Regions from separate parts of the Oryzias latipes genome. Here region 2 is linked to region 1. A link is a contact called in public Hi-C data. All regions are on one chromosome and are shown on one strand. The core of a region is the stretch at or near the end of the contact, and the rest is flanking DNA. Distances in the headings are between cores, read along the strand shown.

The links. A called contact is a pair of places that touch in the nucleus more often than the background predicts.
Region 2: a contact with region 1 is called in a Hi-C map of embryo, with 2.4 times the contacts expected there. The contact joins the promoter of rragc here to the enhancer-like site in region 1. A contact is called at or near these places in 2 of 5 Hi-C or Micro-C datasets (embryo and fibroblasts).

Annotation. Positions count from the first base shown.
Region 1 is chr16:23,757,131-23,762,139 of ASM223467v1, forward strand. No RefSeq gene overlaps it. Among protein-coding and RNA genes, the nearest start is that of utp11, 8.9 kb to the left of the region's middle. Within about 2 kb of position 3,076, at least 4 of the 8 cell types and tissues checked have an H3K27ac peak or open chromatin away from gene starts, as enhancers often do. A contact at or near this core is called in embryo, where this site is marked.
Region 2 is chr16:24,030,888-24,035,896 of ASM223467v1, forward strand. rragc (ras-related GTP-binding protein C) reads right to left here and starts at 2,663. Exons shown (of 7, transcript XM_004078441.4): 1 at 2,275-2,663. The coding sequence starts at 2,457. It overlaps LOC101175507 (c-Myc-binding protein), which reads left to right and starts at 3,164. Exons shown (of 5, transcript XM_004078304.4): 1 at 3,164-3,304; 2 at 3,528-3,600; 3 at 4,073-4,121; 4 at 4,234-4,363; 5 at 4,737-5,009. The coding sequence starts at 3,290. The coding sequence ends at 4,784.

The sequences.
Region 1 (5,009 bases), core at 1,826-4,325:
CCCCCCAGCAAGGGGGCCAGGCCCACCCAGCCCCGGGGCCCCACCCCCGGAGGCGCAGACACCCCAGGCCCAGCACCACCACCCCCACACAGAGAGAGGGGAGCCAGAAAGCGCCGGCCCCCCCCGGAGCAAGCCCAGGCCCCCACCCCCAAACGCCGGCCCTAGAAGAGCTCTGGTCAGGCCTCGACGGGACCGAGGCAGCCAACCGGCCGGGGAAACCGCCGATGGCCTCAGCGGAGACCCCGACCCGTCAACCCCCCCTGCCCCGTACCAATAGTGCCCCCCCCCTCCCCCAGAATGCCCCCCCACAGGACAGGGCCGACAAGACCCCCACCCCACCCCACCCCCAGACCCCGCAGCTGAAGCGGATGACACCCAGAGTGACCTACAATCTTAATTTTAACACAAAATATAAAACGGAGGTGCATCATTTCAAGGTCTCACAAACCCTTGATGTATGTTAAAAGACAAAAAGTAAAGTGTTTGAGTCGGCAGTGAGGACAGGATGAAATGAAAGCATTTGCCAAAATACAGACACGGCAACGTGCCAAATTTTATAAAACACGAACAAATGGAGCAGAACAAAACCGCTTGTAGTGTGCTTTGTTATGGCACATGGAGTCCAAAGTAGCCTTAGGAATCAATTTTGCCAATCATGTTCCTAAAAAAAGTAAGATGAAACTCTGAGTGTAATCCTAGTGTTGGGATGTTGAAAAAATTGTATTCTGAAGTTAAAAATTAAGTCAATACTTTATCGATGTCTCTGTTTTAACCAGCCTGCTAAATAAGTTGAAATCCCAACTAGATCCTGTGTGGCGTTTGCATGTTCACCCTGTGAATGTATGGATTTTCTCCTCCCACAGTCCAAAAACACGCTTCTTTATGGTGATTCTAAATTTTCATTTGGAAAGAATGTAAGTGTGTATGTGTGTGGCCCTGGGATGGTCTGGCTTGTCCAGACTGTACCCTGCCTTTGTTCTAGAGCAGCTGGGTTAGGTTCAAGCAGCCCCATGACCCTGCATAGCACTAAGAAGCACTAGATAATGGATGCATGGATTGTTCAGAGTCTAAGCAAAAGTTAGCCAATTTTAACTTCCCACTAGGGGGCATTCACGCTCTTTCTCACACATACAATTCAAGTTTTGCAACAGGATCTCTAGAAAGTGTAAAGTCTTGGTTTATTACAGATATTACTTGTTTTGGCTGCCCATCACATCACAGTTTTTGTAATGCAGCTTTGAAGTTGTGATGGATTTCTTCCCTCTTTGGGTTCAGCCACGTCAGTTTCAGGTTTGGACCTTGAATCTACACTTAAAACCAGGAGAAACAGCTATGCTACATTTCAAAGCTTCTTCAGGGGCTGAATATAGACATTCGTCTGATGTTGACCACACATCTGCGTCTTCCTGTTTCCACAAATTCTTTTGACTTTCAATGCATATCCTTAGCAGAGGACTTTTGTTTTATCACCTTTTTTAAAAACTCGTTATAAAAACGGCTGCAAGAATGGAATAATTAAAACCTCTAGTTCTGCAGAAGCTGTTGCAGCAAACAAGTAACCAGCAGCGATACGCTGCCTTTAATAGGAACCCATCCATGAGTTTCACCTAAGGCTCCATGTCAGCCTATGTGTGCATGGTTTCTTTGACCTGTAGTGTGGAAGAGACATGAGACATGATGCCAAACGGCAGATCAGAGTGACCCAGGCTTGATTGATTATTGTGGTGGCAGCAGCTTCATAAACGGAAGCCATCCATCAGCTTCTCCTGGGAGACCCTGACAGAAGAGAAAGGGGAGAGCAACTGGATAAATGCAGTGGAAGGGTGGAGTGAGAAGGAGGCCTTGGCTTGAACGCAGCTGATCTGAGCAGGAGGTGAGGTCCACACCAATGTCCATCTAGTCCATCTACTCTTGCTTCCAATTTAACAATCAAAATAAAAATGTGAGAACCTAATTTAATTGTCATGAAGAACGCCAACAGATGAACGGAACTAAAGCTTATCTAATATAATGCATGCATGTGACATTTCAGTATTGAAGAAATGCATCACAGTCTGTGTACACGAGTGAATAACATCCTGAATCAGCTCTCCCTCGTTCCTCTCACCCACTCCCCCACCCTCCGTTACTGCGTCACAAAGCTGAGAGAACGACGTTTACCAGGACCCCGAGGCCCACAAGTCCATAAGCGGAGGGGGTGTAGGTCGCTGAGGAGAGCCCAGGGGTCAAAACACTGTGTGCGCAGTTCCGGGACCCTTACATGACTATGTGGCCCGAGCACAGACAAACCACTGTTCTTCCTCAAGCTTTCCTTTCATTCACCCCCCCAGCAACGCAGCTTTAGTGCCGGGGCGGGCAATGGGGTGACCCTCTGATTTTAAAGATATAGACAGGCATTCCTCTATTGTCAAAAGCCTCATAATTCATTTGACTTCTTGTGCAGGGCATCCTGCCCCCCCCTGTATGCCATCTCCAGAGTTAATGGCCCTTGAAGTTTGTTAACGAATAGTCACTTTTGCAATTGGAAGAGGGGGGGGGGGTGGATGTGGAGGACTGGGTGGCAGTAACACAGCTGCAGGGTGCAACACTGACCCTGATCTTTCCTAACTTCCACAGTGTAGCCTGGTTAAGAGGAAGAACAATACAAAAGCTCTTTGTTTTGGGTTTGGTTAATAGAAATATGTAAAAAGTAGAATCAGTTAAAAAAATCCTTAAATTATGGTTATGTTTTTCTTAGTGATTTTATGAGCAGTAAAGCTCTTTTTTATTTTAAATATAAAGGAGATAAATCCTCCCATCATGATTTTATCTTTGTATTGCATCACAAAACCACAAGTGCAACACCTCCGCCTAGCTCATTTACCAGCTTGCCCTGCATACAGATCCAGGTTAAGGATGGTTAAGGACAGTGCTAATCGATCCGCCAATTACAGAGAGGTGGGGAACGAGAGGCTTTGCCCTGGGGGCTTAGTGTTGGGAGGGTATCGCCAAATGTGAAGGTTGAGGTGGATGAGAGGTAGTCTTTATCTGTGGATCCTCCTCTCCTTTTACTTGAAGCGGGGTGTCATGGGACTTTGAAGTAGTGGTACGAGAGGAGGGACAGAAAAGGGGGGGTCGAAAGGGCTGTCTCTCCATGCCAGGGGGAAGATGTCTGAAAGAAAATCTTTGCAGGCTTGACAGTAGCCGTGACGTGCGTGCCTTTTTTGTGCAAGTATTTGGATATCTGTGTGTACACCGGCATGTTTGTGTGAGTATCCATGTGTGCCCGAGTTGAAAGTCTGGTTCTTGGAATGAGGTGGAGATCACAGAGACTCCTTTAAAAATTGCTGCTAATGAGCCCTGGCTGGTGAGAGGTACTTGAATTGATTAAATTTGCATGAAAGCCTAAATCATGATAGGGGCCTTAAACTTGTGCACCCCACCTCTAGGTGCACACACACACATACATACACCCCCCGCTATGACGCCCACCTCCCCATTGTATCTACAGGGGGTAACTATGCTGGGGAGAGGGCCAGGATATACCGGGGGGAGGGTGTGTACACGTTTGTGTATGTGTGGTGTTGAGCGGGGCGTGAAGCGCACCCATCTGCCCCAGTATTACTGTCAGTCCATCATTCCGGGGAATGCCAGGCGCATGCCTTGGGGACGTGTTCATTACGTCTTAACTACCGGATCTGTCCTTGTCACGAGGCTCCCTTGTGTCATTGTCTGCCTGGGATTGTGTGTATGTATATTTATGCATGTGTCTGCTTGGAGCACAATTGAAGGGGTTCAGAAAATCTGGAGGTGCCCACACGTTAGATGTTGTAAGATGTGATTTTTGACCACCGTCAGAATTAGTTAAACTCTATCCCAGATGCTAACCCACAGTAACTGTCACACAAACACTTTCTTGTTCTGCCATGTGCTGTTTCAGACTAAAATTGTGTTGTTTTTCTAACCAAAACTTCTCTTATGTTAACTCTGTGACAAGCCATGATGAGGGCTGTTTTGTGTGTGCATGCCTGCTGCAAATCTCCTTGTGGGGGACGGGGCTCGTGCATGGGTAGCCTGGGTGATTGCAGTAATCAGATGGGGGTGTTAATCAGAGTTTGTTCGTCAGTGGCCTGATGAGGGGCGACGAGGGCTGCTGATTGTAATGTGATGCTTCGATCACTTGTCTCCGACGACTACAAAGACAAACTGGCACGGGAGTCATTATCATGCAGTTTTTTTGTTTGTCCCACTTCTGCAATGCCACTACAGGCCATAGAAGTGTAAACAAACAAGCAGAGCGCCACACTTTAAAATGTGGGGTGATGTATTATTAGCAGGGTGCAGACTCAATTATCATTTTGCAGACTGTTTTCTTTCCAGTGGCTGCGGTGATATATGGTGTCACAATGGGTTATATATATATATATATCACTTGTTTAGGTGTCAGTTCCACCCATATTAAATGACAAGAATGGGGGGGGGGGTGATGAGCTGGTGTAGAGGAGAGAAAAGATGAAGTGAAAGAGAAATTTTGGGGGTGGGGTAAACAAATGTGACCTCATGGTTTGTGGAGCTGTGCTGCCAAAGACAGACTTGCATCACATCTCCCTCCTTTTATTTGCAGGAAAGTCGCACTGACGCTATTATAGCTGCCTCATCAGCCAAGTCCCTACAAGGGCTGATACAAATTAATTAACCTAATTAGGGACTGTGATTGCGGGTGTGATTATAGGGGCTGGAAGGGGGTGGGGGTGTGCAAAGGAGGGATTGGAGGATGAGGCAGGAGGGATGGAATCATGGAGGTTGGGGCGCGCTGGAAGTCAGGGCCCAGGCGATGATGAGCTGGGAGGTGTGGGAGACGAGCCAAGATGCTCTGCATGGCTAATGAGGAAGGCAAGCTGGAATCAGTGCACCCTTCCTTTTTTTGTTTTCGGTTCCCCACCTTCTATTTACTTCTACAATGTTTTCTTCACTGTTTCTGTATCTAATGCATTTTTATATGACCTTGGTAACAAAACTAAAAAAAACTT
Region 2 (5,009 bases), core at 1,413-3,912, 270 kb after region 1:
CACTTTCATCTCATCTTTCCAAACTGCAGTCCAAAGGTTGGAGCCGAGCAAAAGGAGAGGAAGCTTACAGAATATTGATTATACTCAGTGAGCTCTAAAGATTCGCCCATGAACACGTCAATATTCTGCTTTTTGCTTTGAGTCTGAAGCTCACTCTATAGTAGTGGACTAATGTTTTGGATTTTTAAAAGTTCTCCTTTGTTTTCGGCTTCATTTTTCAATTTTAAGGACATCTACAGACGATTGGGGTGTGCAAACCTTACACAATAAGAGCTTTAATGCATCACACAGAAATGTTTTAGGGTTTGGATGAAAAAAGGTTTTAGAAAAAATGTTTTATTGTTTTTAATCATTTTGTTAGTTACCAACTGTTTGAATGGTTACCAAGCATTTTCTATAATTCCCTATCCAATCACAACTTCTATCTTCCCATCCTAAGGATTTCTTGTCATACTTTTAATCAGCAAACTGTAAAGAAAGGTTCAAATGGGCTTTTTTTTACGTGTTTGTCATGGACATATCATCCAGATGTCACATGTTGAGCAGGAGGTAAAAGAGCAAATCGCTGCAGAGGCACTAATCTGCGCTGACTCAACACTTTCTACATTCAAACTGTCCAGCAGCCAAATCAAAATTAAAATTTCTCTCTGATAGTTTTGATCAGGCTTGAATAATAGAATGCTGGGAAATAACAGGTGAAGAATGGGTGTTATTCTAAAGTGCTGTGTGAGCTACAAAGGTCACAGGTCAATGAACTAACAAAAAGCCAAATCACATGGTTCTCAGCTCAAACTGCAGATTTACTGGAAGAACAGACTGGAGACACAAGCAAACGAGCAGAAAATGTTCCTGGAGAGCTCCATGTAGAAATAGGGATTTTCTATTTAAACAAGGTAAAACAGCATCCGAACCAGGGGTCGGCAACCCCCCAGGCTTCAAAACCTAAACAAAATAAGTCCAACTTTATTAAACTCATTCACAAACAGTTATAGAACATTTCTTTTTACTCCACGAGGCTCATTACAACAAAAGTCTCAATGCTGCAACAATCAATCAAGCGGTCCGCATTCGTAGTTCACCAAAGTTGTACTAAAACATTTTTGACAGATTTTGGAGCGTTGTGTGTCACAGAAAATCAATAGGAGATCAGCAAAGGCAGCCAGAACTCGTGAGACGTGATGGATTATAAGGCAGGTTTCTTATCTTACTGTTGAAAAATTGAAGGATTTTAAGTTTGCCTTATGATCAGAAAAATACAGTAAGGCTCACTTAGTTACTTCTGATTTACACATTTTTAGGTAAGATGAACCAGTAATCATAACAAATCGTCTATTTATTTATTTTTTACTGCTGATTTTACACTACTTACTAATAAATTTGCTCCATAGAAATGATACTATATGGTACATGGTGTCTTTTATTTTAAAATGTACTTATGTCATATTTTTAATAACGATATTTTTTCTTCATGTTTGTGTTTTATTTATTCAAATAACAGTTTGTTTCTATTTATCATAATAGTAACAACAATATTAATGCAAATCAGTGCCTTTTTTGTGAAGTCTGACTTGCGTGAGAAATGGACCCAAGAGGCTCTTCAAAGATTCACTCCAATGAAAATCGTCTTTTCTGTGTTTTCAGCATGTTCTGGTCTCATTTTTCTCATGATTAAAAGAAAATTAAGCTCAAAATGGCATTTCTGATTATATCTTCAGGTGATTCACAACGATCTGAATTAGGAAATACTAAACTCTGAGCTCATTTTTTCCTTTATAGCATCCATCATCGGAAAAAAGCTGAAAGTATATATGTGCAGGAACATAATGCACAGGTGTCCTCCTTTAGATGCACAGAGTGTCATCTCTTCATAAGAGCAGCACAGATTTCTACCCAGACGCTGACAGCACTGAAAGGTGCGGTCAGTTTGTGTCACGTGAAAACCCCACAGATCACTGCTTCCGAGTCTTAAGACTTAGGTGGAACAAAACGAAGCCATGCTTAGCTAACGAGCAAAGTATCAATACATTTGTGTAGAGCGCCTCTGTCCATTTAGTCAATAATTAACGGCTAATGCTAAAGGCTAGGTAGCCGAAAGCTTCGTAAAACTGTTGTTTTTAATGCAGCACGCGCCGACAGATTAGATAGCAATCATCACGCGCAACACAAACAACAAACTAGCTTGCTAATCTTAGCTAACTTGTCTGGACATGAGGATGCGCGCGTCTCCCCAAAGCTAGCAGCACTTACAATTAAAACAAATAAATAAATGCTTACCTTCTGAATTGATGACTTGCCGCTTCGTCTTAAACCCATGAGCAAGATTCTAGGTTTGCTATCGGATGACGTCGGGCTATCCTCGATTTCAGCCTCCTCCTCACCATAACCAAAATCTTTGGGGAACGAGTCCGCCACCCCATAGCTGTCAGGCAGCTGTTCCACCTCGTACTGAATCGACATTTTGACCCAACGTCACGAGCTTCCCCTATTTCCCCCCTAAGTTGTCACTCCCTGGCACCGTACTTGTGCCACACAATGGGTAACTTACGTTTAAAAGTGACTAGTTTGACAAAAAATATTCACCCGACTCGGAAACACAAACGACTCCATATATTATCTTAGGATTTCCTCTCGCTAAATAAAAAAAGAGGAAAAAAGTAGCTAGTTTGCCCCACCCCTCTATGCTTATTGGTTTTTGTGTTGCATCTCAAAATGTGATTGGCTAAAAAGCCCGTCACTCTTCTGAGGTTCGTCCCTGTCACCTGACTTGTATTCTTGTTCTTTGGAACTCAGTCAAACGAGAAATATGACAATGTTCACCGTAAAAACCAATAAAGTTTAGTTTTTTCCCCCACAATTGTGTTTTTTTGGTAGTTGAACTATAGTGACGCCGATTAAAAATCACGAACAAAACACAAATTACGATAGTTATGGTAGTAAGCGATTTTGCCAGCAGATGGCGTAAGGAGGCGACTTTATGGTTGGTCCGAAATTTTGAATGTCATTCTGTTTGTAAAAAAATATATATATTTATTTATGTCATATCAAACAATAAGTAGCTTTGAAAAAAACAAGGGGAAAAAACAAGTCTGAAGTCCGCATTAAAAATGAGGTTACGTAATGAATCCTTTCACTAGAGTTCCTCTTTGCCGTATATTTACATGAGACCATGAAGGCAGCATCTCTCCACAGGCAGAGCAGTTGAAAAACGTCAAAACGAAAGTTAAAATCGTCCATTCCAAATAACTCGGTTCCTAATCATTGAAGGAAACTTCAGCAACGATACAGCCCAATGGCGCATTACAGAGTAAGTAGTCCTTTAAAAGCTTTGACATACATATAAAAATATATATATGAATTACTAGTTTATGTTTGCAAAAAGAGTGACTAACTGCAAGCGAGTTCTACTGTTGATTTCGTAAACACAGGCGAAGCGTAGTTTGAACCAAACTTCAAAATAACCATTTTTAATAGAAATAAATATAGGCTGCAGGCTAAACGTGGGTTTTAACTGTCTAATCTCTCGACAGGCCTCGGACTCAAAAAGAGAGCAGTTTCGGAGATATTTGGAGAAAGCCGGTGTTGTTGATAGTCTCACCAGTGGTAGGACTTTTTTTTTTTAAGTTTTATTTTATGTGTTTATTTTAATTTAACAAAATCCATTGCATTGACTGGGATTTTAAAAATAATTGTATTGACAGTTTATTTTTAGTTTTTATTTGCTCCAACGTATATGTGTGAAGCATCTGTGCACCTTTTACACACCTGAATCAAGTTAATTAATTATCAGGAATGACTATTTGACTTATTTCAGTCAAGATTGTTGGAATAAAAAAATCAATTAGAGGTGACTTTATGTTCAGGTTGTGGTTGTTTAGTTTTTGTAATGTCAAAATTAACTATCTGATCAAATGATTAAAAACAAAATAGTGCTGTGCAGAATTTAGATTCATTTAAATGTTATAACAAATGAGCAGGATGCCAAGTGTTCTTGATGAGCTCTTTTTCTTCTGAGCTTTGAATGCACTATTATTTTTAATCTCAGTGTCTAAACACCATTTCTACTGTTTTTCAGTTTTAGTGTCTCTGTATGAGAAGCCGGAGAAGCCCACTAATGCCCTGGAGTATCCTTCTGATCACAGAGAATTGACCATTTTACAGTAACTTAAATCTCTAACCTACCACAACCATAATGATGTGTAAGAAGGAGACTTTTCTTGAACAAACCGCTCTCAGATTTGTCAAGCAGAACCTTGGTGCCGTGGGCCAGACGTCGGAGGACGTTGAGGCTCTGCAGCAGGAGGTGATCGACCTCAGGCAGAGGTGTGCACGTCTGGCAGAGGAAAACGAAGAACTTAAAGCAAAGGTTTGTTTCATCGTCTATTTTAAATGATTTTATGAACCAAAGGCAAGGATTCGTGTCAATGAAAAAGGACCTCTGCATTTTTATCACAGCCCACACGGGGGCGCTCTTTCCCAAGAAAGATGCGTCCAATTTTTTTCATGAACTAGCAATGAAATGGCCTCCATTGTAACCAGACTATTTTGATTTGTATAATGTTCTTTAAAACTTGAGTTTAAATCAAACATTTATAAACAATTTTAGGTATTTTGCAAGAAAACAAAATATTATGTATAAGGTTTCTTCATATTTTGCTATGTAGGTTTTATTTTAATATCAAACTATTTTTACTGGTTGTGTTTTGTTTTCCTGTGAAATTTTCTTCTTCATCCTCTAGCTTCAGCAGTACGAGTCTTCGTCAGAAAATGGAAGCACAGCGACCTAGATGAAGCCCCAACAGCACTTACCTTTCAGACACTTTTGTTGAAATAGCTTTTACTTTCAATTTGAAGACAAAAACATTACAAAGAGAACATTTTTGAGTGCCGTTTTGTCCATTTTCAGTTTACAGAATAACTTATTCTTTGTTTGTATTTATATTTTTTCCTGTAGTTTTGTTCAAATCCGCTTAAAGGGAAAGGATGGTAAATAAATGTTAAACAGCTGAGAT